Regions from separate parts of the Mus musculus genome. Here all the other regions are linked to region 7. Evidence: chromatin contacts called from public HiChIP or PLAC-seq, Micro-C and promoter capture Hi-C data. All regions are on one chromosome and are shown on one strand. The core of a region is the stretch at or near the end of the contact, and the rest is flanking DNA. Distances in the headings are between cores, read along the strand shown.

What was found. Promoter capture Hi-C pulls out the DNA fragments that hold promoters and counts their contacts. Hi-C and Micro-C count contacts between places; a contact is called where the count stands out from the background. HiChIP or PLAC-seq counts read pairs in DNA pulled down with a chosen protein or histone mark.
Region 1: a contact with region 7 is called in a Micro-C map of the HL-1 cell line, with 2.6 times the contacts expected there. The contact joins the enhancer-like site here to the promoter of Glrx5 in region 7. A contact is called at or near these places in 3 of 39 promoter capture datasets (the 3T3-L1 cell line, hippocampal neurons and pre-B cells), 1 of 484 Hi-C or Micro-C datasets (the HL-1 cell line) and 1 of 115 datasets of contacts at active chromatin or transcription factors (memory CD8 T cells).
Region 2: a contact with region 7 is called in a promoter capture Hi-C map of pre-B cells, with 6 times the contacts expected there. The contact joins the promoter of Vrk1 here to the promoter of Glrx5 in region 7. A contact is called at or near these places in 4 of 39 promoter capture datasets (the C10 cell line, hematopoietic stem and progenitor cells, liver and 1 more), 5 of 484 Hi-C or Micro-C datasets (the G1E-ER4 cell line, neutrophils and pre-B cells), 3 of 115 datasets of contacts at active chromatin or transcription factors (bone marrow-derived macrophages, extraembryonic endoderm stem cells and large pre-B cells) and 1 of 9 other capture datasets (liver).
Region 3: a contact with region 7 is called in a promoter capture Hi-C map of hippocampal neurons, with 4 times the contacts expected there. The contact joins the enhancer-like site here to the promoter of Glrx5 in region 7. A contact is called at or near these places in 2 of 39 promoter capture datasets (embryonic stem cells and hippocampal neurons), 5 of 484 Hi-C or Micro-C datasets (the G1E-ER4 cell line, adipose-derived mesenchymal stem cells, cortical neurons and 2 more) and 12 of 115 datasets of contacts at active chromatin or transcription factors (astrocytes, embryonic forebrain, embryonic midbrain and 6 more).
Region 4: a promoter capture Hi-C map of embryonic stem cells shows a contact between it and region 7, with 2.7 times the contacts expected there. The contact joins the promoter of Ak7 here to the promoter of Glrx5 in region 7. A contact is called at or near these places in 6 of 39 promoter capture datasets (the C10 cell line, embryonic stem cells, hippocampal neurons and 3 more) and 6 of 115 datasets of contacts at active chromatin or transcription factors (bone marrow-derived macrophages, craniofacial prominence, epiblast stem cells and 3 more).
Region 5: a contact with region 7 is called in an H3K4me3 HiChIP or PLAC-seq map of bone marrow-derived macrophages, with 6 times the contacts expected there. The contact joins the promoter of Serpina12 here to the promoter of Glrx5 in region 7. A contact is called at or near these places in 1 of 39 promoter capture datasets (hippocampal neurons) and 2 of 115 datasets of contacts at active chromatin or transcription factors (bone marrow-derived macrophages and memory CD8 T cells).
Region 6: a contact with region 7 is called in a promoter capture Hi-C map of embryonic stem cells, with 3 times the contacts expected there. The contact joins the enhancer-like site here to the promoter of Glrx5 in region 7. A contact is called at or near these places in 4 of 39 promoter capture datasets (embryonic stem cells, hippocampal neurons, liver and 1 more), 1 of 15 datasets of contacts at CTCF or cohesin (large pre-B cells), 7 of 484 Hi-C or Micro-C datasets (the G1E-ER4 cell line, cortical neurons and embryonic stem cells), 7 of 115 datasets of contacts at active chromatin or transcription factors (embryonic stem cells, epiblast stem cells, extraembryonic endoderm stem cells and 2 more) and 1 of 9 other capture datasets (embryonic stem cells).

The regions. Positions count from the first base shown.
Region 1 is chr12:104,066,382-104,069,089 of GRCm38.p6, reverse strand. No RefSeq gene overlaps it. Among named protein-coding and RNA genes, the nearest start is that of Serpina12, 23 kb to the right of the region's middle. Within about 2 kb of position 1,384, at least 158 of the 459 cell types and tissues checked have an H3K27ac peak or open chromatin away from gene starts, as enhancers often do. A contact at or near this core is called in the HL-1 cell line and memory CD8 T cells, where this site is marked.
Region 2 is chr12:106,008,890-106,011,641 of GRCm38.p6, reverse strand. It overlaps Vrk1 (vaccinia related kinase 1), which reads right to left and starts at 1,379. Exons shown (of 14, transcript NM_001029843.2): 1 at 1,284-1,379.
Region 3 is chr12:105,624,652-105,627,351 of GRCm38.p6, reverse strand. Atg2b (autophagy related 2B) reads left to right here. Exons shown (of 42, transcript NM_029654.4): 35 at 546-624; 36 at 970-1,174. Among named protein-coding and RNA genes, the nearest start is that of Bdkrb1, 22 kb to the right of the region's middle. Within about 2 kb of position 1,276, at least 11 of the 459 cell types and tissues checked have an H3K27ac peak or open chromatin away from gene starts, as enhancers often do. A contact at or near this core is called in hippocampal neurons, where this site is marked.
Region 4 is chr12:105,704,682-105,707,381 of GRCm38.p6, reverse strand. Ak7 (adenylate kinase 7) reads right to left here and starts at 1,400. Exons shown (of 18, transcript NM_030187.1): 1 at 1,116-1,400. The coding sequence starts at 1,217.
Region 5 is chr12:104,043,068-104,045,767 of GRCm38.p6, reverse strand. Serpina12 (serine (or cysteine) peptidase inhibitor, clade A (alpha-1 antiproteinase, antitrypsin), member 12) reads left to right here and starts at 1,325. Exons shown (of 5, transcript NM_026535.2): 1 at 1,325-1,505.
Region 6 is chr12:105,732,467-105,735,166 of GRCm38.p6, reverse strand. It overlaps Ak7 (adenylate kinase 7), which reads right to left. Exons shown (of 18, transcript NM_030187.1): 6 at 1,654-1,734; 7 at 189-277. Among named protein-coding and RNA genes, the nearest start is that of Ak7, 28 kb to the right of the region's middle. Within about 2 kb of position 1,321, at least 43 of the 459 cell types and tissues checked have an H3K27ac peak or open chromatin away from gene starts, as enhancers often do. A contact at or near this core is called in embryonic stem cells and extraembryonic endoderm stem cells, where this site is marked.
Region 7 is chr12:105,031,248-105,033,947 of GRCm38.p6, reverse strand. Glrx5 (glutaredoxin 5) reads right to left here and starts at 1,330. Exons shown (of 2, transcript NM_028419.3): 1 at 966-1,330. The coding sequence starts at 1,248. It overlaps Snhg10 (small nucleolar RNA host gene 10), which reads left to right and starts at 1,669. Exons shown (of 2, transcript NR_003145.3): 1 at 1,669-1,988. Gm46374 (a long non-coding RNA gene) reads left to right here. Exons shown (of 3, transcript XR_003950254.1): 2 at 1-89; 3 at 256-970. It also overlaps Scarna13.

The DNA.
Region 1 (2,708 bases), core at 135-2,634, 960 kb after region 7:
CAACCAATATGTCTTAAATATTAAATTAATATTATGTCTTAATATGTCATTAATGAACTTAATATGTCATTAATGAACATGGTCAAAAGCCTTCGTCTGGGAAGTCATGGGCTCTGTAGGGGAACCTGCTACCATCGTTTTACTTAGTGGTCGTGTTATCAAACTGCCCTCCAGACACCGTGTTTATGAGCACAGATTAGTGCAGAGCATAGTCTTCACCAGAGAACCTCCTTACTTCAGCAGGAAGCACTTGATGGAGAACTGTAACCTATGGTCATCATCAGTAATAAGACATCCATCACCCTCTCCCAGAGTCAGGCAGCCCCGAGGAAGAGACAGTGGGCAGTATGTAAGACCCGGGGGACAGAGGGACAGGCCGCAAAAAGAAGTCTCCCTGACATAGCATAGCCATCACGTCCATAACTCGTGTGGCTGTCTGCAGATCTCTATAAGATTGGGCCCCAACAGCTCATCATGGATTGAGAAGAAGGCATGAGGAATCATAAATTAACAGTTATGAGGAGAAGGGGTGCCATTTTCTTCAGTGATGTAGTCACTGGTAAGTTGCCCTTGGTTCCAGCAAAGACCTCTTGCCCTTGCTCAGCAAGAAACTCTAATCAAGCCAGGCAGAGTGGTATACAGCTTTGATCCCAGCACTGCAGAAGGGGATCTTTCAGTTTGAGGCCAGCAGCTTGGTCTACAGGGAAAGTTTCAGAACAGCCAGGGTTATACAGGGAAAATCTGTCTTGGGAAGAAAAAGAAAGAAAGAAAGAAAGAAAGAAAGAAAGAAAGAAAGAAAGAAAGAAAGAAAGAAAGAAAGAAAGAAAGGAAGGAAGGAAGGAAGGAAGGAAGGAAGGAAGGAAGGAAGGAAGGAAGGAAGGAAGGAAGGAAGGAAGGAAGGAAGAAAGAAAGAAAGAAAGAAAGAAAGAAAGAAAGAAAGAAAGAAAGAAAGAAAGAAAGAAAGAAAGAAAGAAAGAAAGAGGGGGGAAGGAGGGAAGGAGGGAAGGAGGAAGAGAGGGAGGGAGGAAGAAAGAAAGAAAAACTCTATTTAAACTCATACCACAGGGAAGAAGAGATGACAGTACGGATAAGGGATTCACTGTTAGTCCTTTTAAAATTGTATAATGGCTCTCAAAGGCTAGACCCAGAGCTTCCTCCTTAGAGACAAGAAGGGTGTGGGGGACACTCTGCTGGCAGGTGGCGACACCAGAGGAGTGTGGGCTGTTTTCCACCACAAAGCCTGAGCTCAGAATCTCAGAACCCACTTTCCTGGGGCAGAAAGAGATGCCATAGTCTACCGATTGGATGATGAAACAAACCCTGAGGCAGACAGTAGCACGTTTGTCTCCCCAGCTACAGTCTTCTGACTGGCTGTTTGGATGACTGCCTGGAGCTCTGGCTACTCTGGGGTTGTCTAGTAATGTCTAGCTCTGGCTACTCTGGGGTTGTCTAGTAATGCTTGCCATAGATAAAAACTGAGAGTGGAAAACGCAGCTGCTTTTCAGATTCTGGAGCAGATGACCAGAATACTGGAAGGGACAGATTGGAGAGTGGGGACCTTTCTAATAAATCACACGTCTCTGAATTGTTTCATTGTGGAACCTAGGCCAAGACACTGCGAGTGTCAGAAAACGGTGACCTGGGTGTCAGAAAGACTGACTGGGAGAGCCACTTCCTGATTTAAACTTCTTCTTCTCCTTCTTTTTTTTTTTTAACTAGCTACCTTCTTTATTTACATTTCAAATGTTAGCCCCTTTCCTAGTTTCCCCTCCGAAAATCCCCTATCCCCTCCCCCTGGTCCCCAACCAACCCACTCCCAATTCTTTCCCCTGGCATTCCCCTATCCTGAGGCATAGAACCTTCACAGGACCACGGGACTCTCCTCCCATTGATGATCAACTAGGCCATCCTCTGCTACATACTCGTAACCACGAGTCCCACCATGTGGTGCAAAGCAACATGTTACAGTGTAATGATAAAGAACTGTGTGGAGGCGGTACTATTCCACTCCATTTGTGTCATTTGAAGCTACACTGCTATATTCTGACATGAGTCTCTGTTAGTCTTCGCTTGACTATATGCCATGCCAGCAACCTATCCTAGTTTGGGGATGCTCAGCTTTGATGAGAGAGTGCCAGTGTCCCCATACAATGCTCTCTCTCTCTCTCTCTCTCTCTCTCTCTCTCTCTCTCTCTCTCTCTCTCTCTCTGTGTGTGTGTGTGTGTGTGGGGGGGGGGTTTCTAAGAGAGGCACAGTTGCTGGAGTAGCAGACAGTCCCCGATGAGATGGTCAATCCTTAGCTTGAGTGTGATTTTACCCTCCCTCTGAGAATAAAGTGAATAGATAGTAAAGACAAAATCAGCAAGGGGATATTCAGTATTTTTCTGATGCCATAATAAAATTCCATAACCAAGACATTTTACATAAGAAGGAATTTATGTTGGCTTAAGGTTCCAGGGGCATAAGGGTTCATTATGGCAGGGAAGTGTGGCAGCAGGAACAGGAAACTGATAGATTATACCTTCAACCACAAGCATGACGCAAAGAAAGTGACCTGGGATTGGAGAGAAGCCTCCCTCAGAGACAGACTTCCAGCATGGCTGCTTCATCAAACCCCCAACAAACAGCGCCACCTACTGGAAACTGAGTGTTCAGCGGCCAGAGACAATGACAAACACTGCCTTTTTGAATCACCACAGAAGGCGAAT
Region 2 (2,752 bases), core at 130-2,629, 980 kb before region 7:
AGTTATCAAAGTGATATCTGTACTGGATACTAGTGCTGTACGGAATCCCTAACGCCTAACACACTTGTTATCCACCTCAATCCATGCTCCTGTTAGCTCGGTCTCCATCAGCAAGGCAGCGCTGCAGTGTCTGCCATCTGTGGTAGCACAACGGGGAAAGCCATTTTTAGTGATGTCCACTTACATTCCTTTTTCCAGGTAGATGAACATTATCTTAATTGCCCAGATGCTTAATTCCAGTCAGAACTGTAAATTAAATTTCCCCAAACAGTATAATCGACATGTCACAAAAAAAGTGACATGCCTTTCCCCTGAACTCTTAAGCCGGGGTGGGGGTGGCGCAAGTCTAGTCCCAGCACTCAGTAGGCAGAGGCAGGAGGATCTCTTGTTGAGTTCAAGGCCAGCCTGGTCTACAGAGCAAGTTCCAGAACAGCCAAGGCTACACAGAAAAAAAAAAAAAAAAGAAAGAAAGAAAGAGAAAAGGAAGGAAGGAGGAAGGAAGGAAGGAAGCAAGCAAGCAAGCTGTCTTGAAAATCCAAAATAATAATGATGATAAAATGCTGATCTACATCTTTTTTCACTGTTTTGAATTCCAGACTCAATAGATGGTCAATTCTAGTTTCGTTTTGTTTTTTTGTTTCTTTTTTTAAAAAAGGAAAGCAACGAAGCTCTTCAACGACCCGCTAAGTTTAACCACCACCTTCCCAAAGGCAAAATCGCGTTTCCAAATTGCTCCAAAAGCGATGAGGGACGGAAAGGAAGAACACACGCAGACGTAAAGAATGGTTAACGTCAACGACAAAAGAATAAACGGGTAACCCGACCAGGACTGGCGTGTGTCCCCATCTCTCAAGGACTCTGGCGCAGTTCTACATCTAAGGCGACCTAGCCTGGAAACGGTCGGAAACAAACTTTGGCGCTGGGCTGCAGACCTGTTTGCTGCCTCTGAAGACACTGCACCGGGAGCCCGGTCACCGGCGGTGGAGACCTGAGGAGCAAGCTTGGAAGGAAACGAGAAGCTGCCGGCCGCGGCTGTGCCCCGAGGCCTCACCTCACCAGTGCTAAGGAAGTGGCAGGCTCGGCCGGTCCAGGTCCCCGTCCCCGTCCCCGTCCCCGCCACCCTGGTCCCGGCTAGGCTTCGGGCGGCCTTCTAGAACCGGGCTTCCGGCAGCTCCGCGATCGGGCAGAGAAGCGAGGATTCCCGGGCAGGCCGGACCCAGCCGCGGCGCCGCCCTGAAGCAACACCGGACCTATAGTCCCGCCACCACCCCACGGCTCCCTACCCAGAGCGGCCAACTCGCGGTCCACAGCGTAGTACGAACTTCCCGCCGCTTCCCTAGACTCGCGACCTACCCACGGCGCCGTCCCCTCCACACCCCGTAGTACAGAGCCTTCCCGTTGGCTGCGAACGGCGGGGGAGGCGGGGAAAGAGGAAGACCGCGCTTCCCTGTCACCTCTCCGGACATGCCGGGAATTGTGGTCCTTACGCTTGCTCCATGCTGGGAATTGTAGTCTTTGAACCTCCAAGAGGCGAGATGGGGGCGTGTTCCTCTGAGCACAAGGGCTTCTGGGAAGTGTGGTTTGCAGCCCGCTTGCTGTTTTACATGTTACTGTGGCTCTCAAAGCCTTAAGAACCGAAATAAATATAACCAGTACTCACTGTTGCTTGATTTATTAAACGGTTAGACAAAGAGACTCATTTCAAATATCCGAAGCGCGTCTCGGTGTTTACTTAACCCACCGCAGTATTTGAGCTACTTTTGTCAAACATCAGTTTTCTTTGTTTCACCATCTCCTTCCTAGAGGTTGGAAGAATGAGCTTCAAGCTGCACTTTGGATCTGCAGCTTCTGAAGCCCTAGAAAAGGCCTTGGGTTCGGTGCTGTTCTTGTTATTGCTATTGTTTTACCAATTTGATTTTTTTTTTTTAATTTTTGGTTTACTAACAACAGCTGAGTTAAAAATGTGAGCCAACACTCCTAGCCTGTGTTGTTTCTTTTCTTTCTTTTTTTTTTTTTTTTTTGGAGGGGGGGCAGTTTCGAGACAGGGTTTCTCTGTGTAGCCCTGGCTGTTCTGGAACTCACTTTGTAGACCAGACTAGCCTTGAACTCAGAAATGCGCCTGCCTCTGCCTCCAAAGTTCAGGGATTAAAGGCGTGCGCCACCACACTCGGCTTGCCTGTGTTGTTTCTTAAGGTGGATCTTAAAACACTGTATGAGCTTTAGTCCCTACGAAATCTGAGTTGTTGCCCAGTGTGCAGTTCAGCATTGATCTTCATATCTTGAATTCACCGTCCCAGGTACCCACACCTGCTCCAATTTCTTTCCTATTTTGCCGTCTGCCCCATAGAGCAGATCCACAAAACAGCTGTACTGCATGCCCACTGCTCCCAGACTTCTGCTGAGTTTGATCCATGATGGAGCCTGAGAATGGAAGAAAAAAAGGAAAGTCACCTAACGACGATCACACACACATACACGAACAGCTAAGTCCCTTAGCTAAGGGTCACTTCAGCTGGGCTTTCCACAAGTCTGCAATGAGAACATGCCATGATGATTGTGTTGTTAGGACTAGAGCTAGTAACACACTGGCTGCCCCCGAGTCACAGGTTACTGTTTCATCCTGTGTGGCTCAGACCCCACACCTCTCTAAACAGCCTCCTGGAACATAAACCCTCCTCAACAAATCCTCTCACGGCATCTGCTTTCTGTACACACGCCGATGGAAACGCAGGCACAAGGTGAGCTCTCGATG
Region 3 (2,700 bases), core at 27-2,526, 590 kb before region 7:
TGGTTAAAGAGGAAGTGAGTCCCATGGAGTTCAGTGGCACAAGGTGAGCGCACAGGGTGTGCACTGCTCTTAGCACTGATGCCACCACTGCTGGTGCAAAGAGCAAAAGGCACTTTGATCTTTAAATCCTTTCCCCACGTTTATGTTTAGTTTTGTTTCTGTTCTTGTTTTGAGACAGGACCTGAGTAGCTTTGCTTATCCTGGAACGAGTGATAGAGACCAGGTGGCTTTCCTGTGGACCAGTGCTCTGAGTGTTGGCACTAAAGGCCTATAATGTATACTACCATGCCCTGCCCAGGCCTAGCTGGTTTTTTGTTTCTCTATTTTGCAATGTTGTAAATGTTTTCATGGTTGTAAAAAATAAAGGGATTATGTGTGTGTGTGTGTGTGTGTGTGTGTGTGTGTGTAGAACAAGAATGAGTGCAGCAGAGGCAGAGTGGTAGAAATGCCACCGACAGGTGCAATGACTGCTTTGTGAGGTGAATGACAGGGACAGAGACCTCAGACGCCGTCCTGTCAGTTAAAGTGACTTGTCTCCATTCCAGGACGCCTTGTTCTTCCTCAAGGATTTCTTCACAAGTCTTTCTACAGAAGTGGAGCTTCTACTGACTCCAGATCCAGAAGGTACTTGACACACACAGTCTGAGGGTTCTGCCCTAAGTAGGAAGTCACTCAGAAGTGAACCTAGTACCTGAAGCCACGTAGTACTTGGTCAGCGCACGCCATTGTGGAGTGACTGCTGACTGAAGAGCCGTGGCCACCCAGCACCACCAGAGGACAGGCCTGCACACTGCTAGGAAAAGCTCAAAGCTCATGTTCCAAGCACAGTTTTTTGAGTCAGTACACACATGTTAATGTAACAGCTTCAGGGAACTCATCAGTCAAGTGCAGTGTGCAGCCTCACCAGCATCAATTGCTATGGTGCTCAACAGGAGCAGAGCTAACTTGAAAAGCCCCTTGTGTTTTCAGTTACAAAGTCTCCTGGAGCTGATGTCACCTGCAGTTTGCCAAGGCATTTGAGTACCTCAAAGGAGCCAAATCTAGTCGTTTCTTTTCCTGGGCCAAAACAAGCTTCCCCGAACCATCGTGCCAATTCAGCGGAGGGTGGTAATGGACTGGAGGAGGACGTCTCTGCTGAGGAAACTTCATTTAGTGACCAGCCTGTGTTTTTTAGGTGAGTGCATTTATTTTGCTAAGAAGTGAAGTTCTCTTGCAGTTTTAAAGATGGCTCTGGAGAGAGTGGGTGGGTTGACAAGCATGAGGTGACATCAGTGTTCTTTCACGTTGATGTATAAACCCGGCTGTTTGTGTAGCTGGCACCACTTAGTAACCCGGAATCTGTGCTGGAAGCTCCTCTCTGCCTGCTGCCCCTCCCCCCTTCAGGTCCCCATGTGAGTGAGGGTTTGCACCTCATAAACACAGTGTGCCGCCCACCCTTTTGCCTCTCCACTAGCTGCTCTTTTCCCGGTGCTGAGCCCTCAGTCTGCTCCTCGCAGTCCCTGCCAGGTCTTCTTCCTCAGGCCGTGGGCACTCTGGGAAGCCCAGGCCCCTGCTCGGCCCCTGCTCGGCTGCTGTTCGGCTGTGTGGCCAGCCGGCCAGTCTGTTCCTTCCTCCTTTCCTCTTTCCCTAGCCTTGTTGCTCAAGGCTAGAATCTTGGCATTATGGAAAGAGAAGGATCAAAGAGAAACTGATCCCCATCCCCGTTGTCTGTACCCCTCTTTCATTCCAGTTTTTCCGTTTTCCCTTCTATGTTGTGAGAGAAGACCTTGGGAGTGGCCCAAGTGGGCATATTCAGAAGATATTTTTAAAATGCCGTATAGTGGTGATGTAGAAATAAATCCGTGTAGGAAAGGCAGGGAGGACGGAGGACGGCAGGTATGCACTCTGCCTGGCTGACACTTCTCCAGTAAAGTGTTCCCTTTGTTAGTCTCCTACAGTGATTCTTTTATGTTTAGGAAAAATTAAATCCTAGTGACAACTTCAGATCTTATATTGTAGTAATCACATATAAATTGCCAGTTTGTAATCACAATCCTGAAAGCAAGAAATTTGACACTTTGTATGGAGACAGGTCTCACTGTGTGGCCCAGGCTAGCCTCAAACCCTAGGTCTTCCCTGCTTCCTCTCAGGTAGCTGGGGATGCAGACTTGTACCATTCTTGACAATCTAACTGAAGGAGGCAGACCTGTGTAGCTTTACCTCTTTACTTAGGCAAGTGTTGATTTTTTTACTTTGTGCTAGGTTATTTGAAATGTGGAAAACACCTTATAGATTTCATTTCTGTTCTGGAAGGTCCAGAACCCTGAGGTGATAATGAGTGGGAGCGTAGCGTCTCAGTTACTTGCTCCACGATATGTTAATGTCCAGAGAGTTAGGCTGGCCTGCTCTGTTAACTGTTACGGTCCTGATCATCACCCACCTGCTCACTGCTGACTTTCCAGTGACGCCATAGGAATCTTCCTTCTCCTTCTGCAAGTGGCTCTTACCGAATACATGTGTGACTAGCGCTCTGTCTGTTAACACGTCCTATCCCATGGGGAAGAGAGGAGCTAGAAGGCTGCTGGGGCAGTAGTGCTGGGGTGGGCCTCTCTGAGATAGTTTGCTGCTGTAACCAAGAGCATTTACTCTGTTGGGCAAAATCATGTTTCAGGTTCTGAGCCCTCAGTTTGCAGTCAGCTTTTGGAAGGCAGCTCATTGTAT
Region 4 (2,700 bases), core at 151-2,650, 670 kb before region 7:
ACAGTTGTAGAGCCGTCCAGCAGGCCACCACCCCTTGATAATCCACGCCAGAATTTAATTATGCCACAACTGGTCATCTGGTGATTTGCTTTAATGAGTCACTAGGGGGTTTGTTTCCACACTCATTTTTAACCATCTTGGGAGGCAGGAAGCCTGAGTTCTAATCCCCTCTGCTACTTAATTAGCAGTGCAGCGAGGGTGAGGGTACCTCATTACCTTTGACTTCCCACAAGCTGGCAGATTCCTCAACCCAACGGATCCAGAGTCCTCAATGGCAGGGCCTCTGCAGGTGTGTGCTAAGATTTATTTTTATTTTATGTGCATGTGTGTGTGTTTGTGAGGGCGTGTGTGTGTGTGTGTGTGTGCCATGTGCATGCAGTGTGCCGCCAGAAGCCAAAAAAGAGGCATCAGATCATCTTGGACTGGAGTTACAGACAATCTGGACTGCCATATGAGTGCTGGGAATTGAACCTGGGTCTCCAGCCCCTAAAACATGACTGTCTTTGGATGAACAATTTAGAATGACAGCTCCTAGGTTCTCTCTTGGGATCATGTGTGTGTGTGTGTGTGTGTGTGTGTGTGTGTGAGTGTGTGTGTGTGTGTTTACGCTAGAGGTAGAATACTACTTGCTCACTTTCTCCATAGATGATGGGGGTCAGACCTCAGGTCCTCACACTTGTGTCTCAAGTAAGGTCTCCTGCTAAGTCATCTCCATAACTTTCCTGGAAGTAAGGAAGCTTAATGGGACCTGGTCAGAAATTGTGCCTAGCACAAAACAGATGCTTAAAAACGCTAGATGGATGTTTCCTGGATGACATAATGGCGGGACTTACGCGTTGTGTGCTCCAGGTCCCGCCCATAATACCTATGATTTGTGCAAGCCCTTTCCTCTCTTGAGCCTCATTTTCACCATAGCCAAAACACCTGCGTTATTAGGAAGGAACATGGGTCAAGCCTGCTTAGGGACAGGTCCTGGAGGCACTGATGTGCTAGGATTGGAATCTTCTTCCCCCGGGGAGGCTCCTAACAGCCAGTGATGCAGGCCTTTGCTGTGGAGATAGATCAGGGACACACACTGAGGGTTGAGGGCCAGTTTGGCTCGGGTCACCGCTCACCTTTCCTATGTTTCCGCTGCTATAGGTGTCCAGATGGTTTATGAATACCCTCTGTATCTTCAGAACTTTTTCGGTGGTCGCAGGAACTTCCTCTTCAGCCATGGTGGAAGCTGTAGTAGTTGCTAAGGTGAAAGAGTCCTGTCGGTTGCTAAGGAGGAGAGGCTGGGCTTTGGAAGGCTGAAAGGGTCAGGCTCCCTGAGGCGAGGCTCGGACTCTCGGAGGGGTGTGGCTTGCTTTTGGGCGGGGCGTGTCCTGTGGTGAGGGCTCTGGATAGGGTGCAGCTCTGGGGGAGGGTCCGTTGGGGGCGTGGCACGGGTCTGGCCGGGGCGTGTCCTAAAGGGCGGGGCTGATCTCCCTGGAGAACTGTCTAACTGCCTTCGGCACATCTCCTGTAGGACGCTCTGCTTGGGTAAACAATTTCTCTACTGTAAAGAAAAGCAGATGTCACGAGTTTTGGGGTCAAGGACCACAGCGTGAGAGCCCACCACCACAGCCTGTACTGCCCAGTAGCTGCTTGGTGCACAGGGTTCTACTGGCTTAGGGGTTTGACTAGTTTGCTTTCTATTGCTGTGAGAGTACCAGACCAAAACTAACAGGTTGTAGACCCATCATCCAGGGAAGCCAGGGCAGAAGGCATGAACCTGGCTGGAGGCAGGAACGGAAGCAAAGACCTTGGAGGAACGTGGCTTACGGGCTTGCTCGGTCTGCTTTCTTAAGAGAACTCAGGATCAAGGGCAGGATGCTCACGGTGATCTGGGTCTTCTATCAATGAAGAAAATGCCCCATACACATGCCTGTAAGCCATTCTTATGGAGGCATCTTCTCAATTGAGATTTTTCTTCCCAGATTGTCTTTCCTAAGCATTTTCAGATGCCCCCTCCCCCCTTACCACCCTGCCTGGGGATTTGGTGGAGGTGCCTGGAGGGACTTTGTGACCAGGAATTCACACACAATCATGAAGTTTACACTCAGACCGTTTAAGCTCTGGGTCTTCTTTACAAATGAGAATACTCGTGCAGTTGCTGAAATAAACCACCTCTTGCTCGGAGGGTGAAGGAGGTGCCATCAAGCCTTACAACGTGAGTTCCATCCCTCTGTCCCAAAGAGACCGGGCTCCAGCAAGCTGTCCTCTACACATGTGCCCTGGCACACACACCCCTCTTCCACAAATACATTAATGCAATAAACAATGTGTATTTTGTTTTCATCAAAAGTTGTGGTGTGTTATGAAACAACCGGCTTGTTTTGTTGGAAGGGTCCGACTGCACTGAAATAGTTTTAAACACTAACTTGTTAAATCTAAATACATGAACGTATTTTATGCAAATATGCATGCATATATAGAAATTAAATATTTATTTTTATGTGTACGTGTGTTTGCCTGCATGAATGTCTCTGTGTCACATGTTTTCCTGGTGGCATCCAAGACCAAAAGAGACGTTGGATCCCTGGAACTGGAATAACAGAGAGCTATGAGGCACCACTCTCAGGTCTTCTGCAAGAGCAGCCAGTGCTCTTGACTGCTGAGCCATTGTGTGCCTATTGGTTATATTGATTATATTGATTATATTATAGCAACTGCTGT
Region 5 (2,700 bases), core at 76-2,575, 990 kb after region 7:
CTACTGGGAATCATCACTTTTGGGGAAAGGAATATCCAATGAGTCTGCTGTACACCGTAGCTCATTAGTAGAATTGAAAATTGACCTGTGGGGCTACTGCTTTTCCTAACCAGGACCACTGGTTTTGGAAGGTGCCGACATCATCTCGTCTGACTCTGGAAGTGAAAACAGTAGGAAGAAGAATTTTATTATTTTATTTTTAAACATCTATAATTTAACTCCCAAGGAATATGTAATCTGGGAAATGCAGAAAAACCAAAGAGGAACAAAGCCCAAGCATCATGTCATCAAATATGTGACAGAAACACAAAGTCACTTTCTGAAGTGACTCCAAACACTGGCACATCAGTTAGACTGATAGACTGATAGACTGTTAGACTTTCCTGTTAGACTTTGTCTCATTGCTGTGACAGGGAACCTGACAAGAACAGCTTAAGGAAGGAAGTGTTTATTCTGGCTCACAGTCTGAGGGTCCCATCCATGGTGAAAGAGCAGCCACAACAACGGGAGGCAGCTGCTTCCATGGAAACGGGAAGATGAACACTGGAGCCTCGTTCAGTCTCTCCTTTCCTTCAGTCTAGGACCTCAGTCCACTAAAGGCTTATGGTCCACACTTAGGGTGGATCTTCTCACCTGAATGAATCTAAAGCAATGCCCTGCACAGATCTGTTTCCATGGTGAGTCTACATCCCATCGACTTGACAGTCAAGATCAGCCATTGAGGTCTTTGGTTCGTCACTCCAACAGGAACGATGGACGGGTCTGTTTATCTGCTCATCCATTCTCAGACCACTCCTCTAAAGGATCGTCACGGGTCAGAGGTCAGAGCTGATGACTAACATGAAGCATAGCTAAATAAAGAGTGAAGGCGTCGGGCGGTGGTGTCGCATGCCTTTAATCCCAGCACTTGGGAGGCAGAGGCAGGCGGATTTCTGAGTTCGAGGCCAGCCTGGTCTACAAAGTGAGTTCGAGGACAGCCAGGGCTACACAGAGAAACCCTATCTTGAAAAAACAAAAACAAAAAACAAACAAACAAACAAACAAACAAAAGAGTGAAGGCAAAGATAAGGTGAAGGAATGACCCTCTACCCGAACGCTCTCATCCCTTAAAATGGAGGACAAAGGTGACTGAGGGGTTGACATTTCAATATCATCAAAGGCGGGTCCCCCTGTTGACTCTCCCAATCTCCAGACAGTGATTGAGAAACTTAAAAAAAAAAAAATAGAAAGAAAGTTGCAAAAGGTATGAGTGGCCTGCGTTGAGGTAGCTCCCGCCCAGGGGGCGTGGTCTGCACATATCTCCTTGCTGTGGTTAGGCTCCAGAGGTGGGAGATGAGGAGGATCCTTCAGGGGAAGTGGTGTGGCCACGGCTCCTGGAAGCCCATTGACTGACTCCAGCAGCTTCAATTGGCCACACTCTGCCTCTTCAGGAGGCCCTGGAGGTATAAATAATAAAACAAACCAGGCAGGCCCGTTTGGCCCTGTGGATGGCGCCTGGACCCACTGTGAGTATGCAACCCCTTCTGGAAAGATGTAGAGTTTCTAGTCTATAGCTCACGAGGACAACTCCAGGATAAAAGGCTGAAGGGCACTGTACTCTCTAGAAATGTGGAGGATTTCTAATGTGTGTAAGAGCAGCCCCTGGGGGTGTGCCGGGCAGGTACAGTGGGGGCTCGGTTCGTTTCCATGGATACTTACTTCTGAGAAATTTTTAGAAGAAAACTGCACAGGGTGGGGAAAGGGAGAGAAGGGAGCTCTTCAGAAGCAAGGCCGTCCTCGCTGCCCTCTGCTTGCCGCAGTTGGCCTCTGTGGCTGTTTGCTTCCTTCCAGTTGAGCTGCTGAGCCAGGAAGTATCTATCAACTTACAAGTTCATGGGGGAAAACTCTCTCTCTCTCTCTCTCTCTCTCTCTCTCTCTCTCTCTCTCTCTCTCAAGGTTTTAATATATAGCCCAGGCTACCCTTCTCTCTTGGCCTCCTGAGTGTTGTTGATATTACATTCAGCACTTAAAAACTATGTTTGAAAAGAATGCAAAGGAAATTCTGCAGGACAAATTAATAAGGAAAGCCATTCCGGCCTCTGTTCTCCAAGAAATGAGCGTTAGAGTTCTCTTGTGGGGCAGATGTCTTTCCATTTAGTTCTCAACTTGCTTTGAAAAATAATGTCATGTTCATTGCCTCTAGATAATTTTATCTTAAAACATCATCAGTCCCTTAAAACAGGTGAGTCCTAAAGTGTATCCAGGATGTCTTGGCTCCTCTCTTGAAGTACTTTGTTACATCTCTGGGAAGGGTCTTTGGAATCTCTCAGCTCCAGAGAGCTCTAGACAGATCCAAGTGTTGCATCCTGACAAACTCCAGGAAGGATCTGAGGGAAGCTGAGGCCCCAGAGAGCACAGGGTCCTTTGGGTATGGAAAGAAAGGTGCTTGATGTAGGCAGCCAACCTGGGATGTCCCCCACAGGACGGCGAGCTCTGTGGTTGCTTAAAGCTCAAGACAGCATGGGTGGAAACTCGTCAGAAGCAGCCATATGCATTGGTCTCACTGGCTGGAGAAGGGCTAGATGGCCAGTGGCTTTGTCAAGGAGGAAAGAGGTGGCACTGTTAGGAGAGAGGTGGACGTGGGACCTCCTCTTCCAAAGTGAATGAGTCTAAATCTCTGCCCAGAGAATAGATTGTCTTTACTCCATGTATTCTGGTTAT
Region 6 (2,700 bases), core at 72-2,571, 700 kb before region 7:
GGGAAAAGAAATGGGTTGTTCAGCAGTGTACCCCAAGCCCTTTCTTTCCCAGGGCTGTTTCTCGGCTGACAGGGTCTCTAAGTGATGAAGCTACACTCGTGATCAGAAGTGTGGAGACATGGGGTGGATAATGAATGCTTCATCAGACACACTTCCGGGACACGCCACACATCAGGGAGGCCTCTTACCCTGCGAGGTCAACAACATGAATGGCCGGAATGCAATTGGTCCCATCTCCAAACACGGGTAGTGCGGGGACCTCGCCCAGCCAGGCCATCTGAAAGAGACGGGCAGGGGGCGTTTGCCCCAGCATGTGTTTCTCAGGGGGCTCCAGAAGCGCCACCGCGCACGCGCATGCCTGGCCTCTAGTTGTCCCTCTTGGGTCCCCTTCTCTCAGACTTTAATACAGTCAGCCCCATAAAAAAAATCTAATTGTCAACGCTTAGATCTCATCTTAACAATCTGCAGTATTTGACCCTACAGGCAACTCCGTTTTTTATGGGGTTTTTTGTTTTGTTTTGTTTGTTTGTTTCTGATAGACTCTTCCTGGTCACCATTGGCAACACTGCCTGCCATTTCTCTTTGTCCCTCCTGGGTCTCCCTCCCATTTCCCGTATCCTCCAGATCCTGTGGGTCCCAGTTCTCAGTCCTCCTGTGTGTGGACTCTCCAGGTGGCACAGTGGTGCCCATGGTTTAGATGCCTTCCTCACGCTCAGACCTCATGCCGACTCCTCACGCTGACTGACTCCTCATGCTGACTGACTCCTCACGCTGACTGACTCCTCACGCTGACTGACTCCTCATGCTGACTGACTCCTCACGCTGACTGACTCCTCACGCTGACTGACTCCTCATGCTGACTGGTCTTACCAGAGATACAGGCTTGATCTCCTCCCTCCTCGACTTTCTTTTTTATCATTTTTTTTTTTTAAATTTTCACCTTTCCTTAAAGCATAGCTGTGAAAAGACAGCCAGATATGTTTATGAACTTTCTCTTTAAATTTAAAGTTCTTACTATGTGAGGGAGCGAGTGTGTGTAGCGGTATGTGTCAAAGTACAAGTGTGACTTGGTTCTCCTACCATCACCCACTGAGGACTGAACCCAACCCTCTCATCCCCTCCCTCCTCTCCCCTTCCCCTCCCCTCCCCACCTCCCCTCCCCTCCCCTCCCTCTTCTCCCTTTCCCCTCCCCTCCCCACCTCCCCTCCCCCTCCCCCTCCTTTCTCTTTGTTCTCTGAGACAGAGTTTTACCATTGTCTTCTAGGCTGATCTCAGTCTCTCTCAGTCCTGCCTTTGCAGGCTGGCACCCCCTGCCTTATAAAACACAGTTGGAGAATGCACACAGTGGGCTGACAGATGGCTCAGCAGGTAAACACTTTCCAACAGGGACTCCACCAAGCTGTCCTCTGACTCGTGTATTGGAGCTGAGGCGTGTGCAGGCCCCAGCATACACATAATATACATGTATATAGTAGTAGTAGTAATAATAATAAATCAAATAAATGCCAACAAAGAATCCCCAGAGTCTCAGGCCCCGAGTGAGGTTGAAGGCAGGGACATGGGGTGAGGAAGTGGCTACTTTGTAACCTAACTTGAAAGTGAAATTAAAAATGAAGAAAGTAGAGTCTACTTAGTCCTTGGAAAAAACCAGACCTTAAAAAACGTGTGTAAGATGCCTCCTTCTGCTCCATACTGAAGTCCTGAGGCGACTACATAAGTTGCGAACTTTTTGGCCTAAATGGATAAAATACAGAGAAGGGGGGGTGGAGAGAGCGAGGGAGAGGAAGGATATAACATTAGTTATATTGAAGCAGACTTAGTAAGTTAAACGGACACCGTTACAGACTCTGCAGTCTTTTTTTTTTTTTTTTTTTTTTTTTTTTTGGTTTTTCGAGACAGGGTTTCTCTGTGTAGCCCTGGCTGTCCTGGAACTCACTTTGTAGACCAGGCTGGCCTCGAACTCAGAAATCCGCCTGCCTCTGCCTCCCGAGTGCTGGGATTAAAGGCGTGTGCCACCACGCCCGGCTTGACTCTGCAGTCTTTTCTGGGCTCTTTAGTTAGACACTGCTTAGGGCTGAGACAGGGTCCCTTATTGGAGAAGAAAAAACTGCATGAAATACAGAAATGTTCCCAGCCACCACTGACATTTAATGGGAATGAAGAACTAAATTAAGGCAGAGCTGTTCCTTGTGACAACACCTGTGAACTCTACGTTGGCCCCGAGGGGAAGGGAAGCTGTGAAAACAGGTCCTTCTAGAAGGATCTTCAGTCACCTTTCAGTCACCTATCACAGGGCTCACATGACTGTGAAGCTCAGGATCCGGTGGGGGTTTGCTTGGTTTGTTTTGAAACAGGGTCTCACGTAGCCCAGGCTAGCCTTGCACTCATTATGTAGCAGAGGATGACTTCTGCTTGGTGAGTGCTAGAGTCACAGCTGTGTGCCACCACCCCTAGCTTATGTGGGGCTGAGGATCAAACCGAGGGCTTTGTGCATGTTGGGCAAGCAATCTAGCAACTCAGCTATGGCCCCGGACCCTGTACCAGGTCTCAGTACGAGGGTTTTAATTGACATAAATGCTCTATTCTGCCCGGAGATGAAGTCATTGTGGTCTTGGTGACACTTCGTGGTGACCAAGCTGGCCTCAGTGGTAAGTGCCTAATGAAGCTGCTCTGGAGGCTAAGCTTGGAGGATTACTTGGG
Region 7 (2,700 bases), core at 81-2,580:
TATAATCAGTAATTGCAAATGTTGCATACTCCATTCTAACACAGACAAGTCTCCTCTCAGCACAGTGACCAACCCAGAGCACTAAATCAGTAAGATGGGGGGGGGGGGGCTACTTGAATACAGGGTTCCCCGGATTCCACTGAAGGAGGAGCAGGGTGCGGGGAGGGGGCAGCTTTCCCATTACCCGGCCCACCTTGACCGATTCTTGCCAAGAATCAGAACCAAATCCCTGGCCTTTCTCTTCCTCGCTCACAGCAAGCACAAGACGGAGAGAAAGGCGCCTGCCTGGTACTGTGTATAAAGGATTCCAACTAGACGTCAGGACGCAGTCGCTTTGCCTTGGGGCCAGTAAAAAGCTGTTCTGCTCTCTGCCCTTTGGGCCCAACCTGGCCGCAGTTTGCTAATCTGGTCGGGGGTCAGAAGTTTTCTTAGTGGCTTCCTCTTTCCGCTGAGCCTCTACCATGTCTTAGTCTCCACACACTGTTCTTTGATGCTACAGTATCTAAAAAACAAACTTCGTGTCTTTCCCAACGTGAGTCCGGCTAGACTATGGTGAAACCTTCTCTCCAGCAAGAAGACAGTCCCTGACCCTCGGGGCCTTAAACATTATTAGTCAGCCTCTGACCTCGTTAGGCACACACAGGCAAGCCTGAAACCTCTTCCCTACATACGTAGTAGCATCAGTCCCTCACCTAGCAAGTACGCTGCTGGCTTCCAAGCCCTCAAATTGTCCCCAAGGGTATTCGCAGTGAGTCCCCCTCTCAGCCAGCCACTCCCCAGTCGACCTGCTCAGAGGGGATCATGATGCCGACTACCCCCTCTCCTATGCAGTCAGAAACATCTCGCCCCGAGGTGGGCCGAGGCGAACCCTCCGCCCATGTGGCTACACAACCAGGGAAGGCCCTTGCTCCTCGGGATCTGCTCAAGTTCACCGCGCCCTCGCAATCGGATCCCACGGGCCTGACCTTGCCTCAGCTCCGGGTCGTCCAGCACGTTGTAGGCCGCATAGTCGCGAACACCGTGCAGCCGCAGAATCTGCACCACGGCGTTGCTGAAGCCGCACTGGGGCTGCTCGGGCGTCCCCTTGAGGAACACCACCACCTTGTCCTTCTTCACCAGCGCGTCCAGCTGCTCCGCCTGGCCGCCCGAGCTCGCCGCCCGCACGCCGGCTCCGGGCAGGCCACCGCCACCAGCGCTTCGCCCCCAGCGCAGCAGAGCCGCCGCCGCCCGGCTCAGGGACGCGCTCATGCCCGCTCGCTGTCCACCGCCTCTGCGGCCACTCCAGGGCTTACAGAGCCCGTGGTGTCCGGCCGGCCCACCAGAGGCTCTCATTGGACAAGCTCTGGGATGAGTCTCGTGATTGGACAATACTGGCTCAATTCCACCAATCACATCGCTTACACCGTAGGGTGGGCCTTCCCTGGGAGCCGCGTCCTACAGGCTTGCTAGTGAGCGAGGACGACCGCTTTGCGTGTTGATTGGACAAATCGGACGTCCGTCGGTGAAGGGCATGAAGAGGCGTGACTAGAGGAAGCCGGCTTTCCTCGTGCGGGCGTTCGAGGCCTGGCCGGATACGCCAAGATGATAGGGCAGGCGCGAGGCGGGGCTTCTGCCGCCCGCGGCACGCCGGGAAGGAGTCACGTCCAGACGCAGCTTCCGGTTCCTTTTGCGGTGATTGCTACGGTAACGCGGCCGGTAGTCCTGCGATGGCGTGCACCAGAGAGGAGGTGGCCTTCCATGCCTCACCGGCTGAGGCCAGCCGCGAACCTGGCGTGTCCTGGTCTGCCCGGGGCTCCAGCCTCCGACCCGCCATGCACATGGACATCCAAGCCGTGTCCTGCGGCCTCCCGTGGGATTCTTCCTCCAGAATGAGGTTTTTTTTTTTTTTAGCATAAAACTATAAGTATTGTGTATGTATGATCTGCGTGCATGCATCTTCAGAAGACGACTTTTATAAAGGGTCCGGGGATGGAACTCTAGCTTGCAGGGTAAGTCCCTTGGCACGCTGAGCCCTCTCCCTGGCCTCTAGAATGATGCTCTTCTCGTAGAAACGTGTAAAGTGCTCTAGCCGTGGGACGGCTGGCTTTGGGGTCTCGGTGACTACTGGGGTCGGGAAGGATTGAAAGAACAAGGGAATTGGTGGGTTGCCGGGCCCTGTGGCCATTGTCTGCAACGTTGCCTTGCCTCTTAAGAGGCTGAGGCAGGAGGATCAGTTGAACTCAGGAGTTCTAAATAAGCCCGAGTCAGCCCGGGCCGTACAGCAGGACCCTTTTTAAGAGGGAAAACGGAGGGTGAGGATGTAGCTCAGTAGGAAGTCGTTTTCCTAGTGTAAGCGACGTCCAGAGTTCCACCCCGTCACATGCACACAGACAGTAATAAAAGAGAGTATTCTCTTAGTGAATTCCGGTGTAGATGATGATGGCCCCAGGGTAGAGTGCTTGCTTGCACATCTGCTGGGGATGGTGCAGAAGAGTGGGCAGGCGCGTCGTTTTTTTACATGGACTTCCCCCTAGAACAGAGCCCCGGGTGTGGTCAGTTCTCCCGCCGGTAGTACGCAGATCCAGATCCTGGCCAGCAGGCCTCCGCAGCCCACTATCTAATCTGCAGTCTTGGCCCTGCGCTGGGTTAGCGGTACCCTAGAGCACACCAGACTTGCAGAGAAAGCAGACAACAGAGGAAGCTGAGGCATGCCTGCTCGAG